Regions from separate parts of the Sus scrofa genome. Here regions 2, 3 and 4 are each linked to region 1. The links are chromatin contacts, called in public Hi-C, HiChIP or PLAC-seq and promoter capture Hi-C maps. All regions are on one chromosome and are shown on one strand. Each heading gives the region's core, a stretch centred on a gene start, on an enhancer-like site or on the middle of the called end of the contact. The rest is flanking DNA. Distances are from core to core; before and after follow the strand shown. Region 1 holds the start of NUMB (protein numb homolog). Region 2 holds the start of ZFYVE1 (zinc finger FYVE domain-containing protein 1). Region 3 holds the start of RBM25 (RNA binding motif protein 25). Region 4 holds the start of PSEN1 (presenilin 1).

Region 1 (4,433 bases), core at 1,147-3,646:
ATCACCACCTGAGAAGAATTACCACAAAACAAAAAATAAATAATAAACCCAGTCCCTGAATGCTCCTACTGAAGGGTTCCAATGCATGGCAAAAAGAGTTTTTTATATCTCTTTTGACTATGAGAAATACATTTTACATTCTGATCTAGTACACATGTGTGAACTAAATTTCCCAAAACAATATTTTCCATTACCATGTGAAATGCTAGTCAATTCTTTTCTATTTAATTTCATTTTCAAAACTGGTGGTAAGACCACTAAATTGATTTTATAAATTACTAATGAATCATAATCTACAGTTTGAAAAACATAGACTTAGGACAGGGTTTCTCTTATATTAGGTTTTTGGGTTTTTTCTTTTGCAAGTTGCTTCTACTCATCCCTAGCAGGGCAGACAGGTATTTTAAGGTTGGTATTATTACTCTTTTCAAAAAAGCAAGAGGTTCTTGAAGTGTGGTCCCCTGACCAATACAAGCATCACCTGAGATAAATGCAAATTCTCAGACCCAAACCCAGCCCTAACTGAATCAGTAGAGCTAGCAGACTGCTGTTTAACAAGTCCTCCAGGTGATTCTGGTGCAAATCAAAGTTTGAGAACAACCGCATTAAGGAATTCAGGTCTTCCTTTATCTTCTACACATTTGATAATCCAGTACACAGTGCTTACTCTGTGCCAGTCATCAGCCTAAAAGTTCCACAAAACATTAACTCACATGAGAAAACAACCCTTAAAAGTAGGAACTCTATTATACAGATGAAACTTCAGCACAGAGAGAGGTTAAGTTGTCGAAGCTAGGTGGTGGAACTAGAATTCAAACTTATTTTTAAATTGACATAAGTAAGTCTGTCCTCTTCATGCCCCTCCTCTTGCTGATCAAGTCCGCAGTCCTACTCCTTTATCTCGGCTACTCCTTTTCCCATTCAAATCTCCCATCCTGCCAACGTCCTTATTTTCTAGCATTATTGCTGTCGTCCTAAAACAAATTTCTAAAGCAATGGAATGCGAGTCACAACCTTGCTCTTAAAACACTTTCTCTGATCCTAGATGGCATCTTAGTATTGTGAAGCTGAAACTTCTATTTCTTAGGTCCTTACAACCTATTAAGGGCCCTATGTTAATTTCTCATATCTACGGTTCTGGCCAGTTTCCACAAGACCACGCTTCCTGGGCAACTTTCTGGCTCCTTCCTACTACGCCCTATCTTCTACTCCCTTCCTACAAGGAAACTACTTTTCCCCGCCTACCCGTATCATTTTCCTTGATTTAACTCCAGCTGAGAGAACTTCCACTCCTCAGCTAGACCCCTCACCCTGACGTCAAACCCAAGCTACCCCCATGAGGATTTTTTTTCCCCTGATCTCTTGTGGATCCTCAGACCCAGGAGTTCCCAGTCTGATCTAGGATCTTCCATCCCAGACCAGCGGTGGGGGGCAGGGCGCTCCGGTTCCTAACTTGTTCAAGATCTCCATGGGTCAGACCCTCCGAAGATCCGTAACAGTCCAAGAGCGCTTCTCCCTCGGACAGCCGCCCTTCTCAGGAGGGTGCTCAGCCCCCTCCCTGTCTTTCCTAGACGCCCTTTCTCCGACCCCGGCTGCTCCCAGTACCCTGGACCCCGACCTCCCTCGGTCTCTCTTCTCTCTCGAACCCAAGCCACTCCCAGTCTACGGCCCCCCGAGCCCCTCCCCGGCTTTCTCCGCTCGGGCCGCTCCCGGGATTCCCTGTTTCCACTTTTTCCTCGCTCCGAAGCTGTCCTGGGTATTCCCGAGTCACCCTGCCCTCGGACCAAGTCGTAACCCGCCATCCCCTCTCTAGGAGCCCAGTCGCTCCCGTCTCCCTACGGACCTACCCCTCACACACCCGCAGCCAGTCAGTGCCCCAGACCCGAGCGGCTGGCTGGGCGTCCCAAGGAAGCTCCCGGCCCAACTCGCTTGAGTCCGGCCCCAGCCTACCTTGCCAGCGCGAACTCCGCCGCCGGGAGCCGGGCGGTTCTCGCACTAGCCCAGTCAGCGCGAACTCGCGGCCACCGCCCCCGCCCTGGCCCCGGCCCGGGCCCGACCCGGCCTGCAGCCCAGGCCCCCTTCCGCAGGCCTCCGCCTCCGGATGACCGAGCTGGAGTTTTCGCTCGGAGATGGCCCTCAGCCTTCAGGCCCGCGTTACAGGCACTCACCTGCCGCTATCCTCGACCAACTCCAGCGCCACTGCCTCTACCTCGGCCGCCGGCAGCCACCAAGCGCCACCACCTCCCCCATGACAACAGGCCCACCCCGTTTCACACTTCCTACCTCTCCATTGGATAGTGGTGATACAGCTCTCTGCTCTTATTGGCTTAGTTTACCCGTCCGTCATAGCTTCCTTACCGCCCCTTTTCCTGGACCCGGTATTAGCCCCCTCCCGGACCTGGACCGTCCCAAGCCCAGCTTTAGTTGTAATTGGTTGACGGTTGGGCAGTTCGAAATCCTGATAGGCTGCAGAAAGTGTCTATTAAATCAACCTGCAAGGGATGTGGCGGCGACTGTTGGTTCGAGCTTGGGCAGTTTGGTTGCGCAGTAGAAAGCAAGGAAGGGGCAGGCGCTTATTGTCGGAGGGGAAAGGTTAACTCTTTGTTGTAAAATTGACTCTGTAAACATCCCTTTCTCCAACTTCCTCTCTGTAAGGAGAAACTTACCACTGCCTGCTCACCCAGAGGGCAGTACTTACCAACAGCAACATCAGAGTTGGCGTTTAAAGACTCATTAGCGGCTTCTTGAAAGAAAAGCACGTAGATGAAAATTTCCTCCTCTTCGCTTGAAGTCCTAAGGTGCTCAGTTACCTTAAAGTTCATCTCCATGCTAAAGGGCAAAGAACCACCACTGAAGTTAGTCCACTTTGGTTGCAGTTATAAACGTCGTTAATGAATTGAAGTGGTATGTTGAGAGTTCTGCAGCTTTCAGACGCAGCGCTGGATGTCTCCTGCAAGGGACCAGGCAACCATCAGCAAGTTTGGACTATATGGGCCACATTTTACCCTTGTGATGCTCTGAAAAGGAGAATTCAGCTCCCCGTAACTTGCTTTCTATGCTCAGCAGTTCTTAAATAGCCCTACTAGATGTGTGTCAGATACTTTAAAAGCTTGTCTTTTTTTCTGAACCTCTCTTCCCAGCAGTCTAAATTAAGACCATTGAATGAATTGCAGTTCTTTTCTCACATGGCACAATGTACAAGAATAAATGATTGCATTTTTTATTCATTTGGGTACAAATCACAGTAGGCACTTTTGAGAAATCTGGTGTTGCTATAAAAACTCTTGTACTCCTAGAAATATATCCACCATTAGCTTTTTGCTTTTCTTTTTCATTTCTGCCCACTCTGCCTGTTCATAAATAACAAAATGCTCACCTAATTACCCTTTCAGTTTCTAAATCAGATTTAAATGTACCCTCCTCACAATTCCACCTATAACATAAACCCCATGGGTCATGAAACATACTCAAGGATGGACTGGAACAGGTTGAGGATGTACTTCCCTCTTAAACAGCACTTTATGGTTGGGGACTTGCTGTGGAACCAAGAATCTGGACTTTGCTCCTTACTTCTTCCTGCTAACTCTTTGTTCCATATTTCTTCTATTTACCCTTCTTTCCTTTGCCAGCAAGCAATAAGAAGTCTAAAACTGCATGGTTTGTTATCTCCCTCAAAATTGTCTATTTTCTAACATATATTTTTAGTCACGTTTAAATAAACTACATACTTCCATCACCAAACTAAGAGGAAATTATTCCTCCAGCAACTCTACGTAACAATAAGATGTCTTTTCCTAGTTATTTTCCGGAACTTTCCTCCCCCTTCTCTCATCTTCACCTTCCAATTTAGAAATAACCTCCCCTTCAATTCAATGACTCATAAAAAGCCTGTAAAAGGAAAGTGGAAAAGCCAAAATAACTTTAGTGATGTCTGAATCACCCAGTTGAGGGAAAGATCACACATTGACCAGGATAAGATGGAGTCCAAGGCTTAACAAAAGCCTGAACTAACATCCCATAATAAAAGAAGTAACATGTAAATGTGAAGATGCTCCAGTAAGAAGGAGATATCGGTATGTCCCTTACACAGCTTTTTAATGTATTACCAGCAGCTTTCTTCTCTCTAGTCTTGGCAGTGTGCCCTACCTACCTACCAATTTTAGGGCAAGTTGAAGGCAATTAATGTTCTGGCAGATAGGAAACAATAACGTCATAGGAGGGCATGGCCATTATTATGGTACTTTGGGTAATAATGGCTCTTGCACAGCCGTGGTGACTATGTGCCATAGAGAACATAGAATTAGGCCAGCCTCACTAAGAGGACTTGCCATCTAAGTTCAGGAACTCAACAAAATTACTATAACAAAACTAGGAAAGTTGCCACAAAGGTCAGCTATTCCTTCTATTTCATACGCTAAAAAAGAAAAAAAACT
Region 2 (4,433 bases), core at 605-3,104, 420 kb before region 1:
TCTTTTATGGCTATCTGAGAGAGATCTGGTGGGTTCACTGAGGTGGGCTCATGAGTGGAACCTCAGCCACAAGATTTTGGTAATGAAAATGTAGTCAGGAGCTTTTCAATATAATCCAACCTCAAGTCAATATTTCAGGGGACACCTAGAACAGAGACATGAAAAGGATTTCACTCATCCAAAAACAGAAGTGCACCTTTAAAAAAAAAAAAAAAAAAAGACTGTAATTAAATATGAGGCCAAAACTACCAAGAGAAACCTTCCTTTTTTTTGTGTGGCTGCACATGTGGAAATTCCCTCGCCAGGGACGGAACCCAAGCCACAGGAGCAACCCAAGCCACTGCAGTGACAACACTAGGCCCTCAACCCACTGTGCCACACGGGAACTCCAGAACCTCATTCTTGCTTGTAAAACTTCCACTGGCTCATTCTTATCCTAGAAATGTCTTCTCAAAATCATGGTTAAGGCTCCTCCTTTTGAAAACAACAACTACCTCTAGGCTCAAGGCATCTAAGAGATTTTGCTGCTTAATTTCCCAGACTGAAATTCTCTATTCATCAAAAGCACTAAACAAAATAGTCCTTGGAGGGACAGCCCTCTGCACCCCACAACTGGGAGAGGTGGAGAAAGATGGCTGTAAAAAGTTAAACAAGAATAAACTTCAGCTCCATCAAAGTCCTGGGCAGATCCAATTACCCTTGCAACTGGACTGTTTCAGCTCTCAACAGATGCCTATTAAGGACTCTACACTAGAAACACAAGTCACCATTCCATGTTTAAAAACAATTAAAAACAACTGTACTTCCTTTTGTCCTTTTCTCTAACTGCAAAAAAGGTGAGCAACAGGAAACAGAATTCCTCCACTATGCACCACCACAAAACCAGGCCTGAATGAGTCAAAACAAATAATTTTTCTCTTTGTCACTCAAAACCCAACTTAAAAATAACTTAAAAAAAAAAAAAGAAAGAAAGAAAGAAAACTGGGGCAAGAAAGGGGCTTTTGTCACTTCTACAAATTTTATATTCCTAACTCCTCTTCGCCTTGACACCCATTCTAATGCTGGCAAAGCCCTCCTTGCAGGTATTCATTCCTCCAAACAGTAATCAATCTATCAATCTTATTTTTAGATAAATAAGGAAGGCGAAGGGAGTGACTAGGAGACCTTATTTACACTCCACAGACGTGCCTAACCAGCTCTCACAGAGGAACCAAAAATCAAAATCTGCCAGAATTGAAAAAAATATAAAACCAACCTTCAAAAGGATACCTCACCGCCCACCAGACCTAAGCAAACAATCTGCCCACTCGGGCTCCCACCTCGACGCCTCTCTCCAGCCAGGGATTCCTCACCCTTGCTTCCTCCCGGGCACCACCACCGCTACCCGAGGGGCAGAAGCAGGGTCTAAGAACAAAGAAGGTCCCCCAAAATCCCCCCCCAACGCTGGCAGAGACCAGAACTGAATCCATTGTTTATACCACCCCACCCCCACCCCAGCCGCACCCGCCCCCCCTTCCACCCCGGGGCAGCAGGAGCTCCAGGGATATCGCTCTCCAGGCGCAGGGCCGTGCCCTTCCCTCCCCGCCCGCGGCGGCCCGGGGACCCCACCACGGAGCAGCTCTGCTGCGGCAAGACTGCGTCGGAGGACCGCGGGGTGCCGGTGGAGGCGGGGGCTGTTCCTCAGGGCACCGGTGGATCCATCCTCATCTCCATCTCCGCCCCCCTCCTCCTTCGCTGCCTCCCGGGCTTCCTCCTCTCCCGTTGTCAGTTAGGATCAGCTGATCGAAGTGAACTTCTCCCAGCTCGGACTAACAGGAAGGCGTGAGCAGTGCAACCCACTGAGGGAGGAGCGGGAGGGCTGGAGCTTGACAACGGAGAGGGCGGAGAAGGGCGCGCACAGCTTTCTGGGAAATGTAGTTCTTCTGAAGTGCGTCTTTCCCCAACATCCCGGAAGAGAAGCCCAAGAATAACTACAATTCCCAGTACAGAAGAAGACATTCTTGTGAGGAGGCGATAGGGACACGCCTCGGAGCATGTCGGGACTTGGAGTTTTTGCAACGAGTGTGGTTTCCGCAGGTTTCCGCAAGTTGTTTTGGGAAGGAGTGGCGTTAAATTAGAGAACTGATATAATATGTAGCATAGGCGAGGCAAATAATTCGATTTCAGGTAACCCTTATTGCACACCATTCTTTAAGAAATATGGAAAGACAGGCCGTCTCCAGTTACCCAATTTCACCTTGCACAAACTAAGAGGCCAGAAAGAATTTTAAGAGAATATAAGTACTTTTGGAGGAGTTTTGTTTTCTCTTCATGAAAACCAACCATTACTTTATTTTTCTGACCTTTCCTTACATATTTTAAAAACTCCCGAGTTTTAAATGGTCTTTTAGTTAGAGAGGTACATTTATTCAGGTAAGCTTTCAGGTTACAATACAGGCTAATGGTTAACACTGTTATCTCTCTTCTTGTAAATGGCCTTATGTTTGTTCAGTGCTTTCACTCTTTGTTTTTTAATTTTGTTTCTTACAACAACACTGAAAGAAAGCCTGATATCAAGAGCACTGGTCTGAGAAACTGACTGGGTGCTTGTTCTAGAAAGCTCTTGGTATAAATCACACAACTCTCCATGAAACAAAAGGATTGTATTGTGTAATTTCTCAGGTCCCTGCAAATTCTAATGTTCTATGTTTGTATCATGATAGTTGTTAAACAGGGAGAGAAAAGGAAGGTTGAGTGACTTCTCTAGCTGAGTCAAGAACCAATCTCCTGACTTAAAGTGAGATAGTTTTTTACCTTATGATTCAATGGACATAGTTAGAAAGTAATGAAACCAAATCTAGGGGTTCCCTGGTGGCCTATCCAGTTAAGGAGGGATCATTGCCACCTGCTGTGGGGCAAGTTGGACCCCTGGCCCAGGAACTACCACATTGGGTGGGGGGAGGGGCAGTCAAAAAACCCAAATATACATAGTAATGAAAAAGCCATGGAGTTCCCATTATGGCTCAGTGGTAACGAATTGATATGGTGTTGCCCTGAGCTGTGGTGTAGGTCACAAATGAGGCCTGGATCCTCTGTTGCTGCGGTTGTGGTATAGGCTGGCAGGTATAGCTTCAATTCGACCCCTAGCCTGGGAACTTCCATATGCCTCTGGTGGGACCCTAAAAAAAAAAAAAAAAAAACCTCCTAAAAGTGTGTGGAAAGCAGTTCCTTCCAAAGAGAGCAACTAAGGTGAGAAAAAAGAGGAGTTCCCATCGGGGTGCAACAGAAATTAATCCTACTAGGAACCATGAGGTTGCAGGTTCGATCCCTGGCCTCCCTCAGTGGGTTAAGGATCTGGCGCTGACATGAGTTGTGGTGTAGATTGCACATGTGGCTCGGATATGGCGTTGCTGTGGCTCTGGCTATAGCTCTGATTAGACCCCTAGCCTGGGAACCTCCATATGCCTCAGGTGCAGCTCTAAAAGATGAAAAAAAAAAAAAAAAAAAAAAGGCAAAAAATAAATTAATTAATAAATAAAGCCTTCTTACATTTATTAAAAATAAAAAAGTGAGAGAAAAGAAAGACTTTTTAAAAAAAAAAAAAAAATCTGAGCTGTGTGTGTGACCTACACCACAGTTCACAGTGCCTCGGAATCCTTAACCCATTGAGTAAGGCCAGGGGTTGAATCTGCAACATCATAGATCCTAGTCAGGTTCATTACCACTGAGCCGCAAGAGAAACTCCAAGAAAAACTTCATTTAAACACACTTATACTCTTGAAATTACTATTTAAGTTCAATATAATATGTCAATAATAGTGAAAAAGACTAGTTTACTTTTATTTATTGTAATAGATCGTTGCAATTATCAGACCCATTTCTGTTGTCTTGTGGTTTTTACCATTCTCATTCTTTGTGTGCTTAGTTATATTTTGCTATGAGCTGCATTTTCCCTGGAAAATCATTTGTAGGGGAGTTCCCGCTGTGATGCAACAGAAATGGATCCGACTAGTATCCATGAGGATTTGGATTTGATCTCTGGCCTCACTCAGTGTGTCGAGGATCCCACATTGCCACCAGCTGTGGTTTAGGTTACAGACGAGGCTTGGATTCCGAGCTGCTGTGGCTGTGGCTTAGGCCGGCCCCTAGCCTGGGAACTTCCATGTGCCACAGGTGCGGCCCTGAAAAGCAAGAAAAATAACAATCATTTGTGGGAAGTTTGAAGGTTAGGATATAGTTTCGTTACTCCTGAGAAGATTTAGTTTTGCTTCATCCAAGAGATCACTTTAAACTATCACTGTTAGGGAGTTCCCATTGTGGTGCAGCGGAAATGAATCTGACTAATATCCATGAGAATGTGGATTTGATCCCTGGCCTCACTCAGTGGGTCAAGGATCCAGTATTGAGCTGTGGTGTAGGTCACACATTCGGATAGAATCTGGCGTGGCTGTGGC
Region 3 (4,433 bases), core at 591-3,090, 390 kb before region 1:
GTCTGCCACCTACACCACAGCTCGTGGCAACGCCAGATCCTTAACCCACTGATCGAGGCCGGGGATCAAACCCGCATCCTCATGGATACTAGTCGGATTTGCTAACCACTGCGCCATGATGTGAACTCCAGGGCAAACTTCTTATTTGTAAAATGTAGCTGGCATTTGACTAGCACTACTAAAAAAATATCTTCTCTCTCTCTTTTTTTGGCCACAGTGTGCAGTGGCTTGATGTAGGATCTTGGTTCCCAGACCAGAGATTGAACTGGGGCTGCTGCAGTGAAAGTGCTGAATCCTAAACACTTGACCACCAGAGAATACCCTGAAAAAGGTATTTTCACGGGCCTTAGTTAATTTGATCCTTGCAATAGCTCAGAGGAGTAATTATTGGTCTGTCTTAATGGTAATAAACCCAGCAAGCAGAAATGCAGGACGTTATTTTACAAACGGTGGTACTGTTACAGCCTTTCCTATTAGTCTCCCATTGCTTTTTTTTTTTTTTTTTTGTCTTTTGTCTTTTTAGGGCCACACCCGCAGTATATGGAGGTTCCCAGGCTAGGGGTCTAATCAGAGCTATAGCCGCCGGCCTACGCCACAGCCACGCCAGATCTGAGCCGCATCTGCGACCCACACCACAGCTCACAGCAATGCTGGATCTTTAACCCACTGCGTGAAGCCAGGGATTCAACCCACAACCTCATGGTTCCTAGTTGGATTCGTTTCTGCTGCACCATGACGGGTACTCCCTCCCATTGCATTTTATGTTCTGTTGATACCGGTGTATATTCGTTTCTTTCAATCAGCTATATATTTATTGCTATGTATCAGGCGTTGTTCTTGGAACCGGGGAAACTCAGGAGTGAACAAAACAGACAATACTGGCACTCCTTAAGTTTACATTTTAGTGGCATATGGGCAGACAAACCATAAGAAAATGATAGAGTAGATGGTTGTAAGTGTTATAGAGTAAAATTAAACAGGAAACGCAGGTGGGGAGTGTGTAGGTAGGATCAATTTTATAGGCAGTAGTCAGAGTCTGTCACCTCTTCTGCTTTGTTTGCAGCTCTTCCAAACAACAACAACATCACTCCTATTTACCTCCATATTTCCAGCACCAGGCACTTAAGGGAGACAATGACTGCATACTGAATAAATTATAATCCTTCTGAGAAGTAAGCAGTTAGGAAACAAAGGCCTGTAAATAGATACTAACCATACAGTCCATCAACTGAAGAACCTAATCTTTTGTGATTAGTTCATTTCCATTAGTTTAATAATCTTTTTAGCACGTTTACATTACAGAATGAAAGCTGTATTAAATTTAAAGGCCGTTTCAGGAATTTCAAGCAATGTTTTTTGGCTCGTTTAGGGCGCGAAAGCTGTGTATTGGAGGTGTGTGTGTTTCCATTTTTTGAAAAAAAATCACCCCTTGCCCTATCTCTTGGTATCAAGAGTAGCTGTTTTCTAAGGAAACATTAACACTTGGGGTTTCTACGGAGGTGCTGGGTTATCAGTCCATCGAACTTCAGTGAGCCACAAAACAAGGTTCTAACCTCGAAACACAAACTACAAAAATCGAGAAATCCTCTAACAGTCCTCGGGCAGGGTCCAGCCGGAACCTTGACCTCAAGATGGCGTCGCCTAATCATAAGATTCAATCAGCTCCAATCAAAAATGGCAGGGTGGGTCTTAATTTACAGTTTAAGCCTTTCTAGCCCTCACTAGGCGCGCCTTCTCTTTGGTTGTTCGCCGCTGATTCAGAGCCTACAGTGAAGACTATCTAGAACGCTCCTCTCTATGATCTTCCTCTCCACTCCCTCAGCCGCAGTGCACGCCGGGCAATAGGAAGACCTCCAGAAGCTCCCCGCGCTGCGCGGCTGTGTTTGCGGCCTGTGCGAGTAGGAGTCTCGGAACCAATCTCCCGGCGAGCGGTGCGCAGAAACCTCGAACCGGTGGAGCCCACTCGTAACCTGGGGCCCACAAGGCCGCGAAGACAGTACCGTTTTCTCAGCGGCGGGTGAGTTCACGCCTCTCAACGCGTGTGGAAACCGGGAGACGGGGTAGTTTGGCTGGCGGAGAAGGGAAAGCCGCCGGGGAGGCTGCGAAAAGGCCGGGTGGGATGGGGATTGGGGGGGGGGTTGGGTGGGGGAGGGGACGGGCACGAGGCTTAGGTTTCTCCACTTCTCTAAGGCCTCGAAAACCAGTGGGCCCAGCTGTAGCCTGGGGACGCCGGACCTATTGCCAGAGCCTTCCTCCTTGCATTGCTCCTCACTTTCCTTTTCACGGCCCGCCACAGAGTGGCCTCGGCCCATTCTGGGCTCCACGTTTACCACAAAACGATCGGTCGGCCCCTGGGGAGCTCGTCTCTTTGGTCCCTTTCTAACCCGAGCCTGCGGAAGCCCTACGGTAGATATTCTGGGCCTGGGATAGGTTTGCACCGGGCTCTGCCTAGAAGCCGGCCAGCACCCACCCTTTTCAGCGAGGAGCTGGTCACCAACTGATTTCTTTCCCTTCCCCTTTGGTCATCTAAAGCCCGCCACCGAGTGAACTGCTCCCCCTCTCCCCGCCCAGAATTTAGCTACTGCTCACCTTTTCTAGCACTCCCTTGGTTGGTTTGCCTGTCTAAGATTGTGATGAGTGTTGTGGTCCTGCCCCCTTCCTCCACTGGAGGTTCCCGTAAACTGTATCCCCATTGATTCTCAGGGATGACCAAGCTCCACATTAAAATACGTTACTTAGTTCTCGTCCTTCTTTGCTCTTCAGTACTACTTTTTAAATGCGTTTTTTCGAAATAGTTATAGGAGTGTGAAGATTATTTCGAAGTTATGTAGTATGGATTTATATAGCCATGGAAGAGCCATTTTAATATTGGACAGAGTGGAGCAGATCCAAAGGGGGGAGGAGATTGGACTTCTCTTGCACCAGACTGCTCTAGTTTGAAGTACTGTGAATTTGGGTAGTTGGCAGTAGTTTATAAACAATTTTTATATTGTTTTGAGAGCTTTAATTTCTAAAAATATTCAAAGGCCTACAAAGACATTCAGTTGGTCATCAGTTCCTCACGATTAAGTTAGATACTGTGCCATTCTACTTAATTTAACTTAAAGCCTTGGTTTTCTTCACCTGTAAAATGAAGATTATTAACTATTATCCACCTCATAGATTATTGGGATTGGGAATTAATTGAGAAAACCGTATGTAAAGTCCTTAGTGCAGTGCCCAACTAACCTAGTAAGTGTTTAATCCCTATTGACTGTTACTTGTTATTTGAGGATTTTCAAAAGTGACATAGGAGGCTGACCCTGACTCTAACATTTTCCAGTGTACTCTGGATAGACTTTTATAAATAAAGTCAAAGTTAATTGTTGGTATGTTACTACTAGAAAGAGGCATTGTGATAAGCGAAAGAGCCTTTGGATTGGTAATTTCAGGATAGTAGAGACCTTGGAGTCCCTTATTGTGTTTCTTTGGACAAGTTAGCTGCTTTTTCTGTAAATGAAGAATACTATAGCCACACTAGGTAATTTGGGAGATTAATGAGATAATGTATAATGAAAGGTTTTGTAAACAAAAGTAAGTAAATTAAGATGTTAGCTGATTTTTTAAAAAATTGTTGACTTACATTTTCTAAAAGTAAAAAAAATTTTTATTATAGTTGATTTACGGTGTTCTGTCAACTTCTGATGGACAGCAAATGACCTAGTTGCACATGTATATAGATTGTTTTTCTCATATTGTCTTCTATCATGTTCTATCACAAGTGATTGGATATAGTTGCTTATGTTATACAGCAGGACGTCATTGCCTATCCATTCTAAACGTAATAGTTTGCATCCACTAACCCCAAACTTCCAGGCCATCCCACTCCCCCATCTCCCCGCAGTTGCAATTCTGTTCTCCATGTCTGTGGGTCTGTTTCTGTTCTGTAGAAAGGTTCATCTTTGTCATATTTTTTTATTTTAAAAAAATTTTTGCTTTTTTAGGCCCACACCTGTAGCGTATGGAAGTTCCTAGGCTAGGGGGCGAATTGGAGCTGCAGCTGCTGGCCCACACTGCAGCAACGCCAGATCCTTAACCCTCTCAGTGGGGCCAGGGGATCAAACTGGCATCCTTGTGGATACTAGTCGGTTCATTACCATTGAGCCACAGTCGGAACTCCTGTGCCGTAGTTTAGATCCACGTGTAAGTGATATATGGTATTTGTCTTTCTCTTTCTGACTTCACTTAGCATGAGAATCTCTTATTGTATCCATGTTGCTGCAAATGGCATTATTTCATTCTTTTTTTATGGCTGAGTAGTATTCCATTGTATATAGGTACCACATCTTCTTAATTCATTCATCTATTGATGACATTTAGGTTGTTTTCATGTCTTAGATATTGTGAATAGGGCTACAATGAACATAGATAGGGGTGCATGTATCTTTTTGAAT
Region 4 (4,433 bases), core at 555-3,054, 320 kb before region 1:
CCTACAGCCACAGCCGCAGCAACACATGGCTGCAACCTACACCACAGCTCACGGCAATGCTGGATCCTTAATCCACTGAACGAGGCCAGGGATCGAACCCATGTCCTCATGGATCCTAGTTGGGTTTGTTAACTGCTGAGCCATGATGGAAACTCCCATCCAAGAACATCTTTGTACAAAATTTTTGTATTAGGATTGTTTGTCAGAATAGTTTACCAGCATATTTATTTATTATTTTTGTCTTTTCTAAGGCTGCACCTGTGGCACATGGAGGCCGCCGGCCTACTCCACAGCCACAGCAACTCGGAATCCGAGCCTCGTCTTTGACCTACACCACAGCTCGTGGCAACGAAGGATCCTTAACCCACTGAGCAAGGCCAGGGATCAAACCTGCAAACTCATGGTTCCTAGTTGGATTCATTAACCACTGAGCCACAACAGGAACTCCCATCCAAGAACATCTTTGCACAAAATTTTTGTATTAGGGTTGTTTCTAAGAATAGTTATCTAGCATTTTTAGACTTTCTATTCACATTCTAGATTGCATTCAAAGAGATTGAACTAGTTCACAAATAAATGGATTTTAGCTTATGCTTGAAATGTTTTGAGCTGTTTTGTGTGCTAGTCATTGTTTTCAGCACTTGCAGGCAAACAAACAGGCAAAAATTCCTATCCTTGTGAAGTTTAGGGAAGGAAGGGGTAGATGAGGACTTAAAAAAATATTTTGGGGAGGGTATCAACCTTTTTATTTTCCCAACTTTCCCTGTGAATGGAAAAACTTACTACTGCTACTTGTGTTCTTCAATATGAAGTTGTATGTAAAACCTATTTAAGTCCAATCATGTATTTGAAGGGGGCAGGAATAAGAGGGGGTTTGGGAATTGATGCTCTAGGAATAAGGAAGGTTATCTTGGGGGAAGAATTTAAAAGAAAGAATCTCATTGGCCATGTTTTTGATTTCACTTTCAATTTTCTGATTACCTGTGAATTTGAACATTTCTCCTTTGTTCATAGTTGGTTTTACGTGATAGTATTCACTGTTCACTTTTAGCTTTCAGATGAGTATGTGTGTGATATGCTGCTTAAGGAGTTATTAATACTCTTTTTATAGTCATTTGAATGGATAGCTGGCAGATGTAAAAATCAACCCTCTTTGAGCAATTCACTGTGTACCAGATACTCTGTTAGGGTTTGAGATTACAAAAATAAGAGAATTTATGCTGTCTGAAAGCTTACCATCTGGGAAAACTGGTGCCTAAACTTGGAGCCCAAGATCCCAGACAATGTTTCTTTAAAATGCAGTTTCTCACACACCAAAACTTTGGATTTGTTAGGGAGGGGTGGAGGGCACAGGTGTTTACAATTTAAATTAGCATCCTTTGATTGTGGTGCTGCTGATTGTCACTGAGAAACACCGTACAAATAGGTACTACAGAGAAAGGAAACATTAGATTTAAGATGCCATCACTTGTAGGCTTGGAGAAGCACGCACTGGGTCCACTGTACATAGATTTTGATCCTCAGCTCAAAGAGTCGTTTCAGAGTCCTGATAACCTCATACCGGCAAAGGCACTCTGTCAGAGGTCCCTCAGGTCGGAAGGCAAACTGGAGCGCAGTCTTCTCAAATCCAGCTCACCACTGGAAGCCCCACCTCCTTCCTCTGGGCCCCGCCCCCGCCAGTGGTCCCTTCAGGCTCCACCCCTCGGCGGGCTGGCCCCCAACGACGCCAGAGCCGGAAGTGACGACACCAGCGAAGCCTTTTGGGCGGGGCCTGGACTGGCTGCTCCAAAGGCTGGGATTTCACATCGGAAACAAAACAGCGGCTGCTGGGGAAGGGACCTGGGCTGCGAGAGGTGGCGGCTGCGACGAGAAAGAGTAAGTGCGCGCTGGGGAGGTGGGGAGAGGAACGCGCCCCTCATCGAGTGCCGATAGGGGCGGACGCGGGCAGGGCCCGGCCTTTTGTCGCCGCCCGGGCCGCTGAGCCGGTGTCCTCGAGGATGAAGAGCGGGGCGCGGCCGGGCAGGGACCCAGGAACCCTGTGTGGGGAACGAGAAGGGGCGGCCCGTTTCCGTGATCGGTTGAAGAGAGATTCTCCTTCTAACCCTTGGTCCGGAAGTGCTGGTTTCCCGAAGACCTCTCAGGGCGCAGGTGCCTTGGGCTGGGATTGAACGTTTTGCCTGGAGTGTAGCGGGAGAAAGAGGAAGCGCCTTGCGCTAGACCTGGTTGAGCAACTGGTGAAACTCCGCGCCTCATGCCCTGAGTGTGTTCTCGTCCAGGAGCAGCGAGTGGCATTCAGGGCTAGGGCTAAGTTCCCTCTGTCTCAGTTCGGGGCGGAAAACAGGCTCGGATGCTTTTGCCTTGGTCGAGACTGTCAGGAGGCATGTATGTCCAGTGCTTTTCATGGATTATAGATACTTGGCGTTGTCATACCGCTCAGATTCCTTTTAAATATTTGTTTCTCTTGTAGGAAAGTAACTTTATATTTTTAAAAGCATTGCTCACCCACTTTGGACAAGATGAATAAAGTGTTCAAGGTTTATTATGGGAGATAAGGATAGTATGCGAATGACTGTATTGGCAGAGCACATTGTAAGTCATAATATTCTCTGAAGTTTGAGGCACGTAAAGATTACATTTAGTTAAGGACATCTTGTTATTTGAGTTATCTTTTTCAGTGGAAAGGTTTTCACCCTCGGAGTTGAAGTGAGGAGGGCATTATATCAGAGTGTACTACGCACAGGGGCCCTCTGGATCCTAAGGATCCAGTGACCCAGTCGGCACATTAAATAGCTGTTATGAAGGAGGATTAAACGGGAAAGTATATTGGAGCCTGTTGCATTTGGCTGATTTCTGTCACCTGCAAAAGCCAATTTCAGTTCTCCTTAACTCACCTGGCAGTTCAGCCAATTTAAGCCCCCTCCCACCTCCATTTAATAGCAAGCCCTTAACACTGAAAAAGAAGCCTATTTATTGAGTGCATGGATTCCTTCACCTTTACCCTTCCCCAAAATAGTATTTTTCCATTCCTCTACTTCTGGTGCTTGAGTAGGTATGTACCATTATTTTGGGTACACTTTCCTTTGAATGGATGTGATCTCTTGCTGAATTTCAAGTTAATGGCTGCCCCAGTCCTTGACTGCTGCATGAATTTCCATTTGGGGAGAACTGGAGGATTGGAATTGGTCTCTGAAAATCACTCTAGCAGGAAAGATATAATATTTGTCTGTCACCAAGGTCCGTGAGGTCTGCTTCCTTTCAGATCCAGTTCCCTCTCCCACCACTGTTAAACAGATTGTAGGGAGAGACTTTCAGAGTCCACTCTTTCTTGTGGTAGATGCCAGGCAGATTTGGAAGGTATTTTGGGCTTTGCTTAAAGTAGTTTTGTGATAAGAACTTTGCTTTAGGCATGCTAATCTGATAGCAGGGGCTACAATAGTTAAGAGATTTGAGATGACTTTTCCATAATCCAGATGAGATATAGTGACAGTTTGAACTTTGGTGGTAGCAGAGGCTTGGAAAGGAGGAAAAGTATGAAGAAGACATGGGGAGAATTTGAAGAGGAATTTGGAGAATGAGGCAGATAATCACAGGAATAAGTTAGGAGCAAAGAACTAGTCCAGAGAGGAAGATGAGGAAGTGGCTTGAAAGTATCACTTTTGAAGTGTCAGCAGTTGAAAACATCCTGTGGACAGGCCTAGAGCTGTAAACATGAATCGCTTAAATAGACTTATTGGTCGATGTTGGAGTAGTAGAGGAGATGCCTAAGGAAAGGAGAGGGACAAGGAGATCCAGGCAGATCCTTAGGAACACTTACAATGAGGGAGCGGAAGAGGATGAGGAATCAGCTGAGAAGATTGAGTGATGGAAGGAGAACCTCCGTAGTGCAGTGGCACAAAAACCCAGGGAGGGAAGCTTCAGGAAGGAAAAGGTTGTCAGGGATTTTCAGTATTAAGCCTGTTCCTGTTTTCTGTTCAGGAAAAAGAACTGAATTGAAGCTCTAGAACAGTACTATCCAGTAGAAACATAATGTGAGCTGCAAAGGCTAATTTTAAATTTTCTAATGAGCAAAATTTTTTAAGATAGAAATAGGTAAAATTAATTTGAATAATGTATTTTATATCCCCCAGGACATCTAAAATATGTTTATTTCAGAGTTCCCTTGTGGTACAACAGATTAAGGATCCAGTGTTGTCACTGCAGCAGTTCGATCCCTGGCCTGGGATCTTCCACAGGTCATAGGCATGGCCAAAAAAATTAAAATATTTTTATTGCAACATGTAATTAATAAAAAAAAAAAATAGGGAGTTTCTGTTGTGGCTCAGCAGGTTAAGAACCCGACCAAATGTCCGTTGGAATGTGGGTTTGATCCCTGGCCTAGCTGAGTGTGTTGAGGATCCAGCATTGGGACAAGCTGCAGTGTAGGTCGCAGATGC

What was found. Promoter capture Hi-C pulls out the DNA fragments that hold promoters and counts their contacts. A called contact is a pair of places that touch in the nucleus more often than the background predicts. HiChIP or PLAC-seq counts read pairs in DNA pulled down with a chosen protein or histone mark.
Region 2: a contact with region 1 is called in a promoter capture Hi-C map of fetal liver, with 2.4 times the contacts expected there. The contact joins the promoter of ZFYVE1 here to the promoter of NUMB in region 1. A contact is called at or near these places in 1 of 5 promoter capture datasets (fetal liver) and 1 of 47 Hi-C or Micro-C datasets (subcutaneous adipose tissue).
Region 3: a Hi-C map of embryonic fibroblasts shows a contact between it and region 1, with 3 times the contacts expected there. The contact joins the promoter of RBM25 here to the promoter of NUMB in region 1. A contact is called at or near these places in 2 of 5 promoter capture datasets (fetal liver and liver), 1 of 47 Hi-C or Micro-C datasets (embryonic fibroblasts) and 1 of 2 datasets of contacts at active chromatin or transcription factors (alveolar macrophages).
Region 4: an H3K27ac HiChIP or PLAC-seq map of alveolar macrophages shows a contact between it and region 1. The contact joins the promoter of PSEN1 here to the promoter of NUMB in region 1. A contact is called at or near these places in 2 of 5 promoter capture datasets (fetal liver and liver) and 1 of 2 datasets of contacts at active chromatin or transcription factors (alveolar macrophages).

The regions. Positions count from the first base shown.
Region 1 is chr7:96,796,294-96,800,726 of Sscrofa11.1, forward strand. NUMB (protein numb homolog) reads right to left here and starts at 2,397. Exons shown (of 9, transcript XM_021099490.1): 1 at 2,169-2,397.
Region 2 is chr7:96,378,432-96,382,864 of Sscrofa11.1, forward strand. It overlaps ZFYVE1 (zinc finger FYVE domain-containing protein 1), which reads right to left and starts at 1,855. Exons shown (of 12, transcript XM_001926161.6): 1 at 1,609-1,855; 2 at 1-145.
Region 3 is chr7:96,404,822-96,409,254 of Sscrofa11.1, forward strand. RBM25 (RNA binding motif protein 25) reads left to right here and starts at 1,841. Exons shown (of 13, transcript NM_001243829.1): 1 at 1,841-2,017.
Region 4 is chr7:96,476,453-96,480,885 of Sscrofa11.1, forward strand. PSEN1 (presenilin 1) reads left to right here and starts at 1,805. Exons shown (of 12, transcript NM_001078667.1): 1 at 1,805-1,875.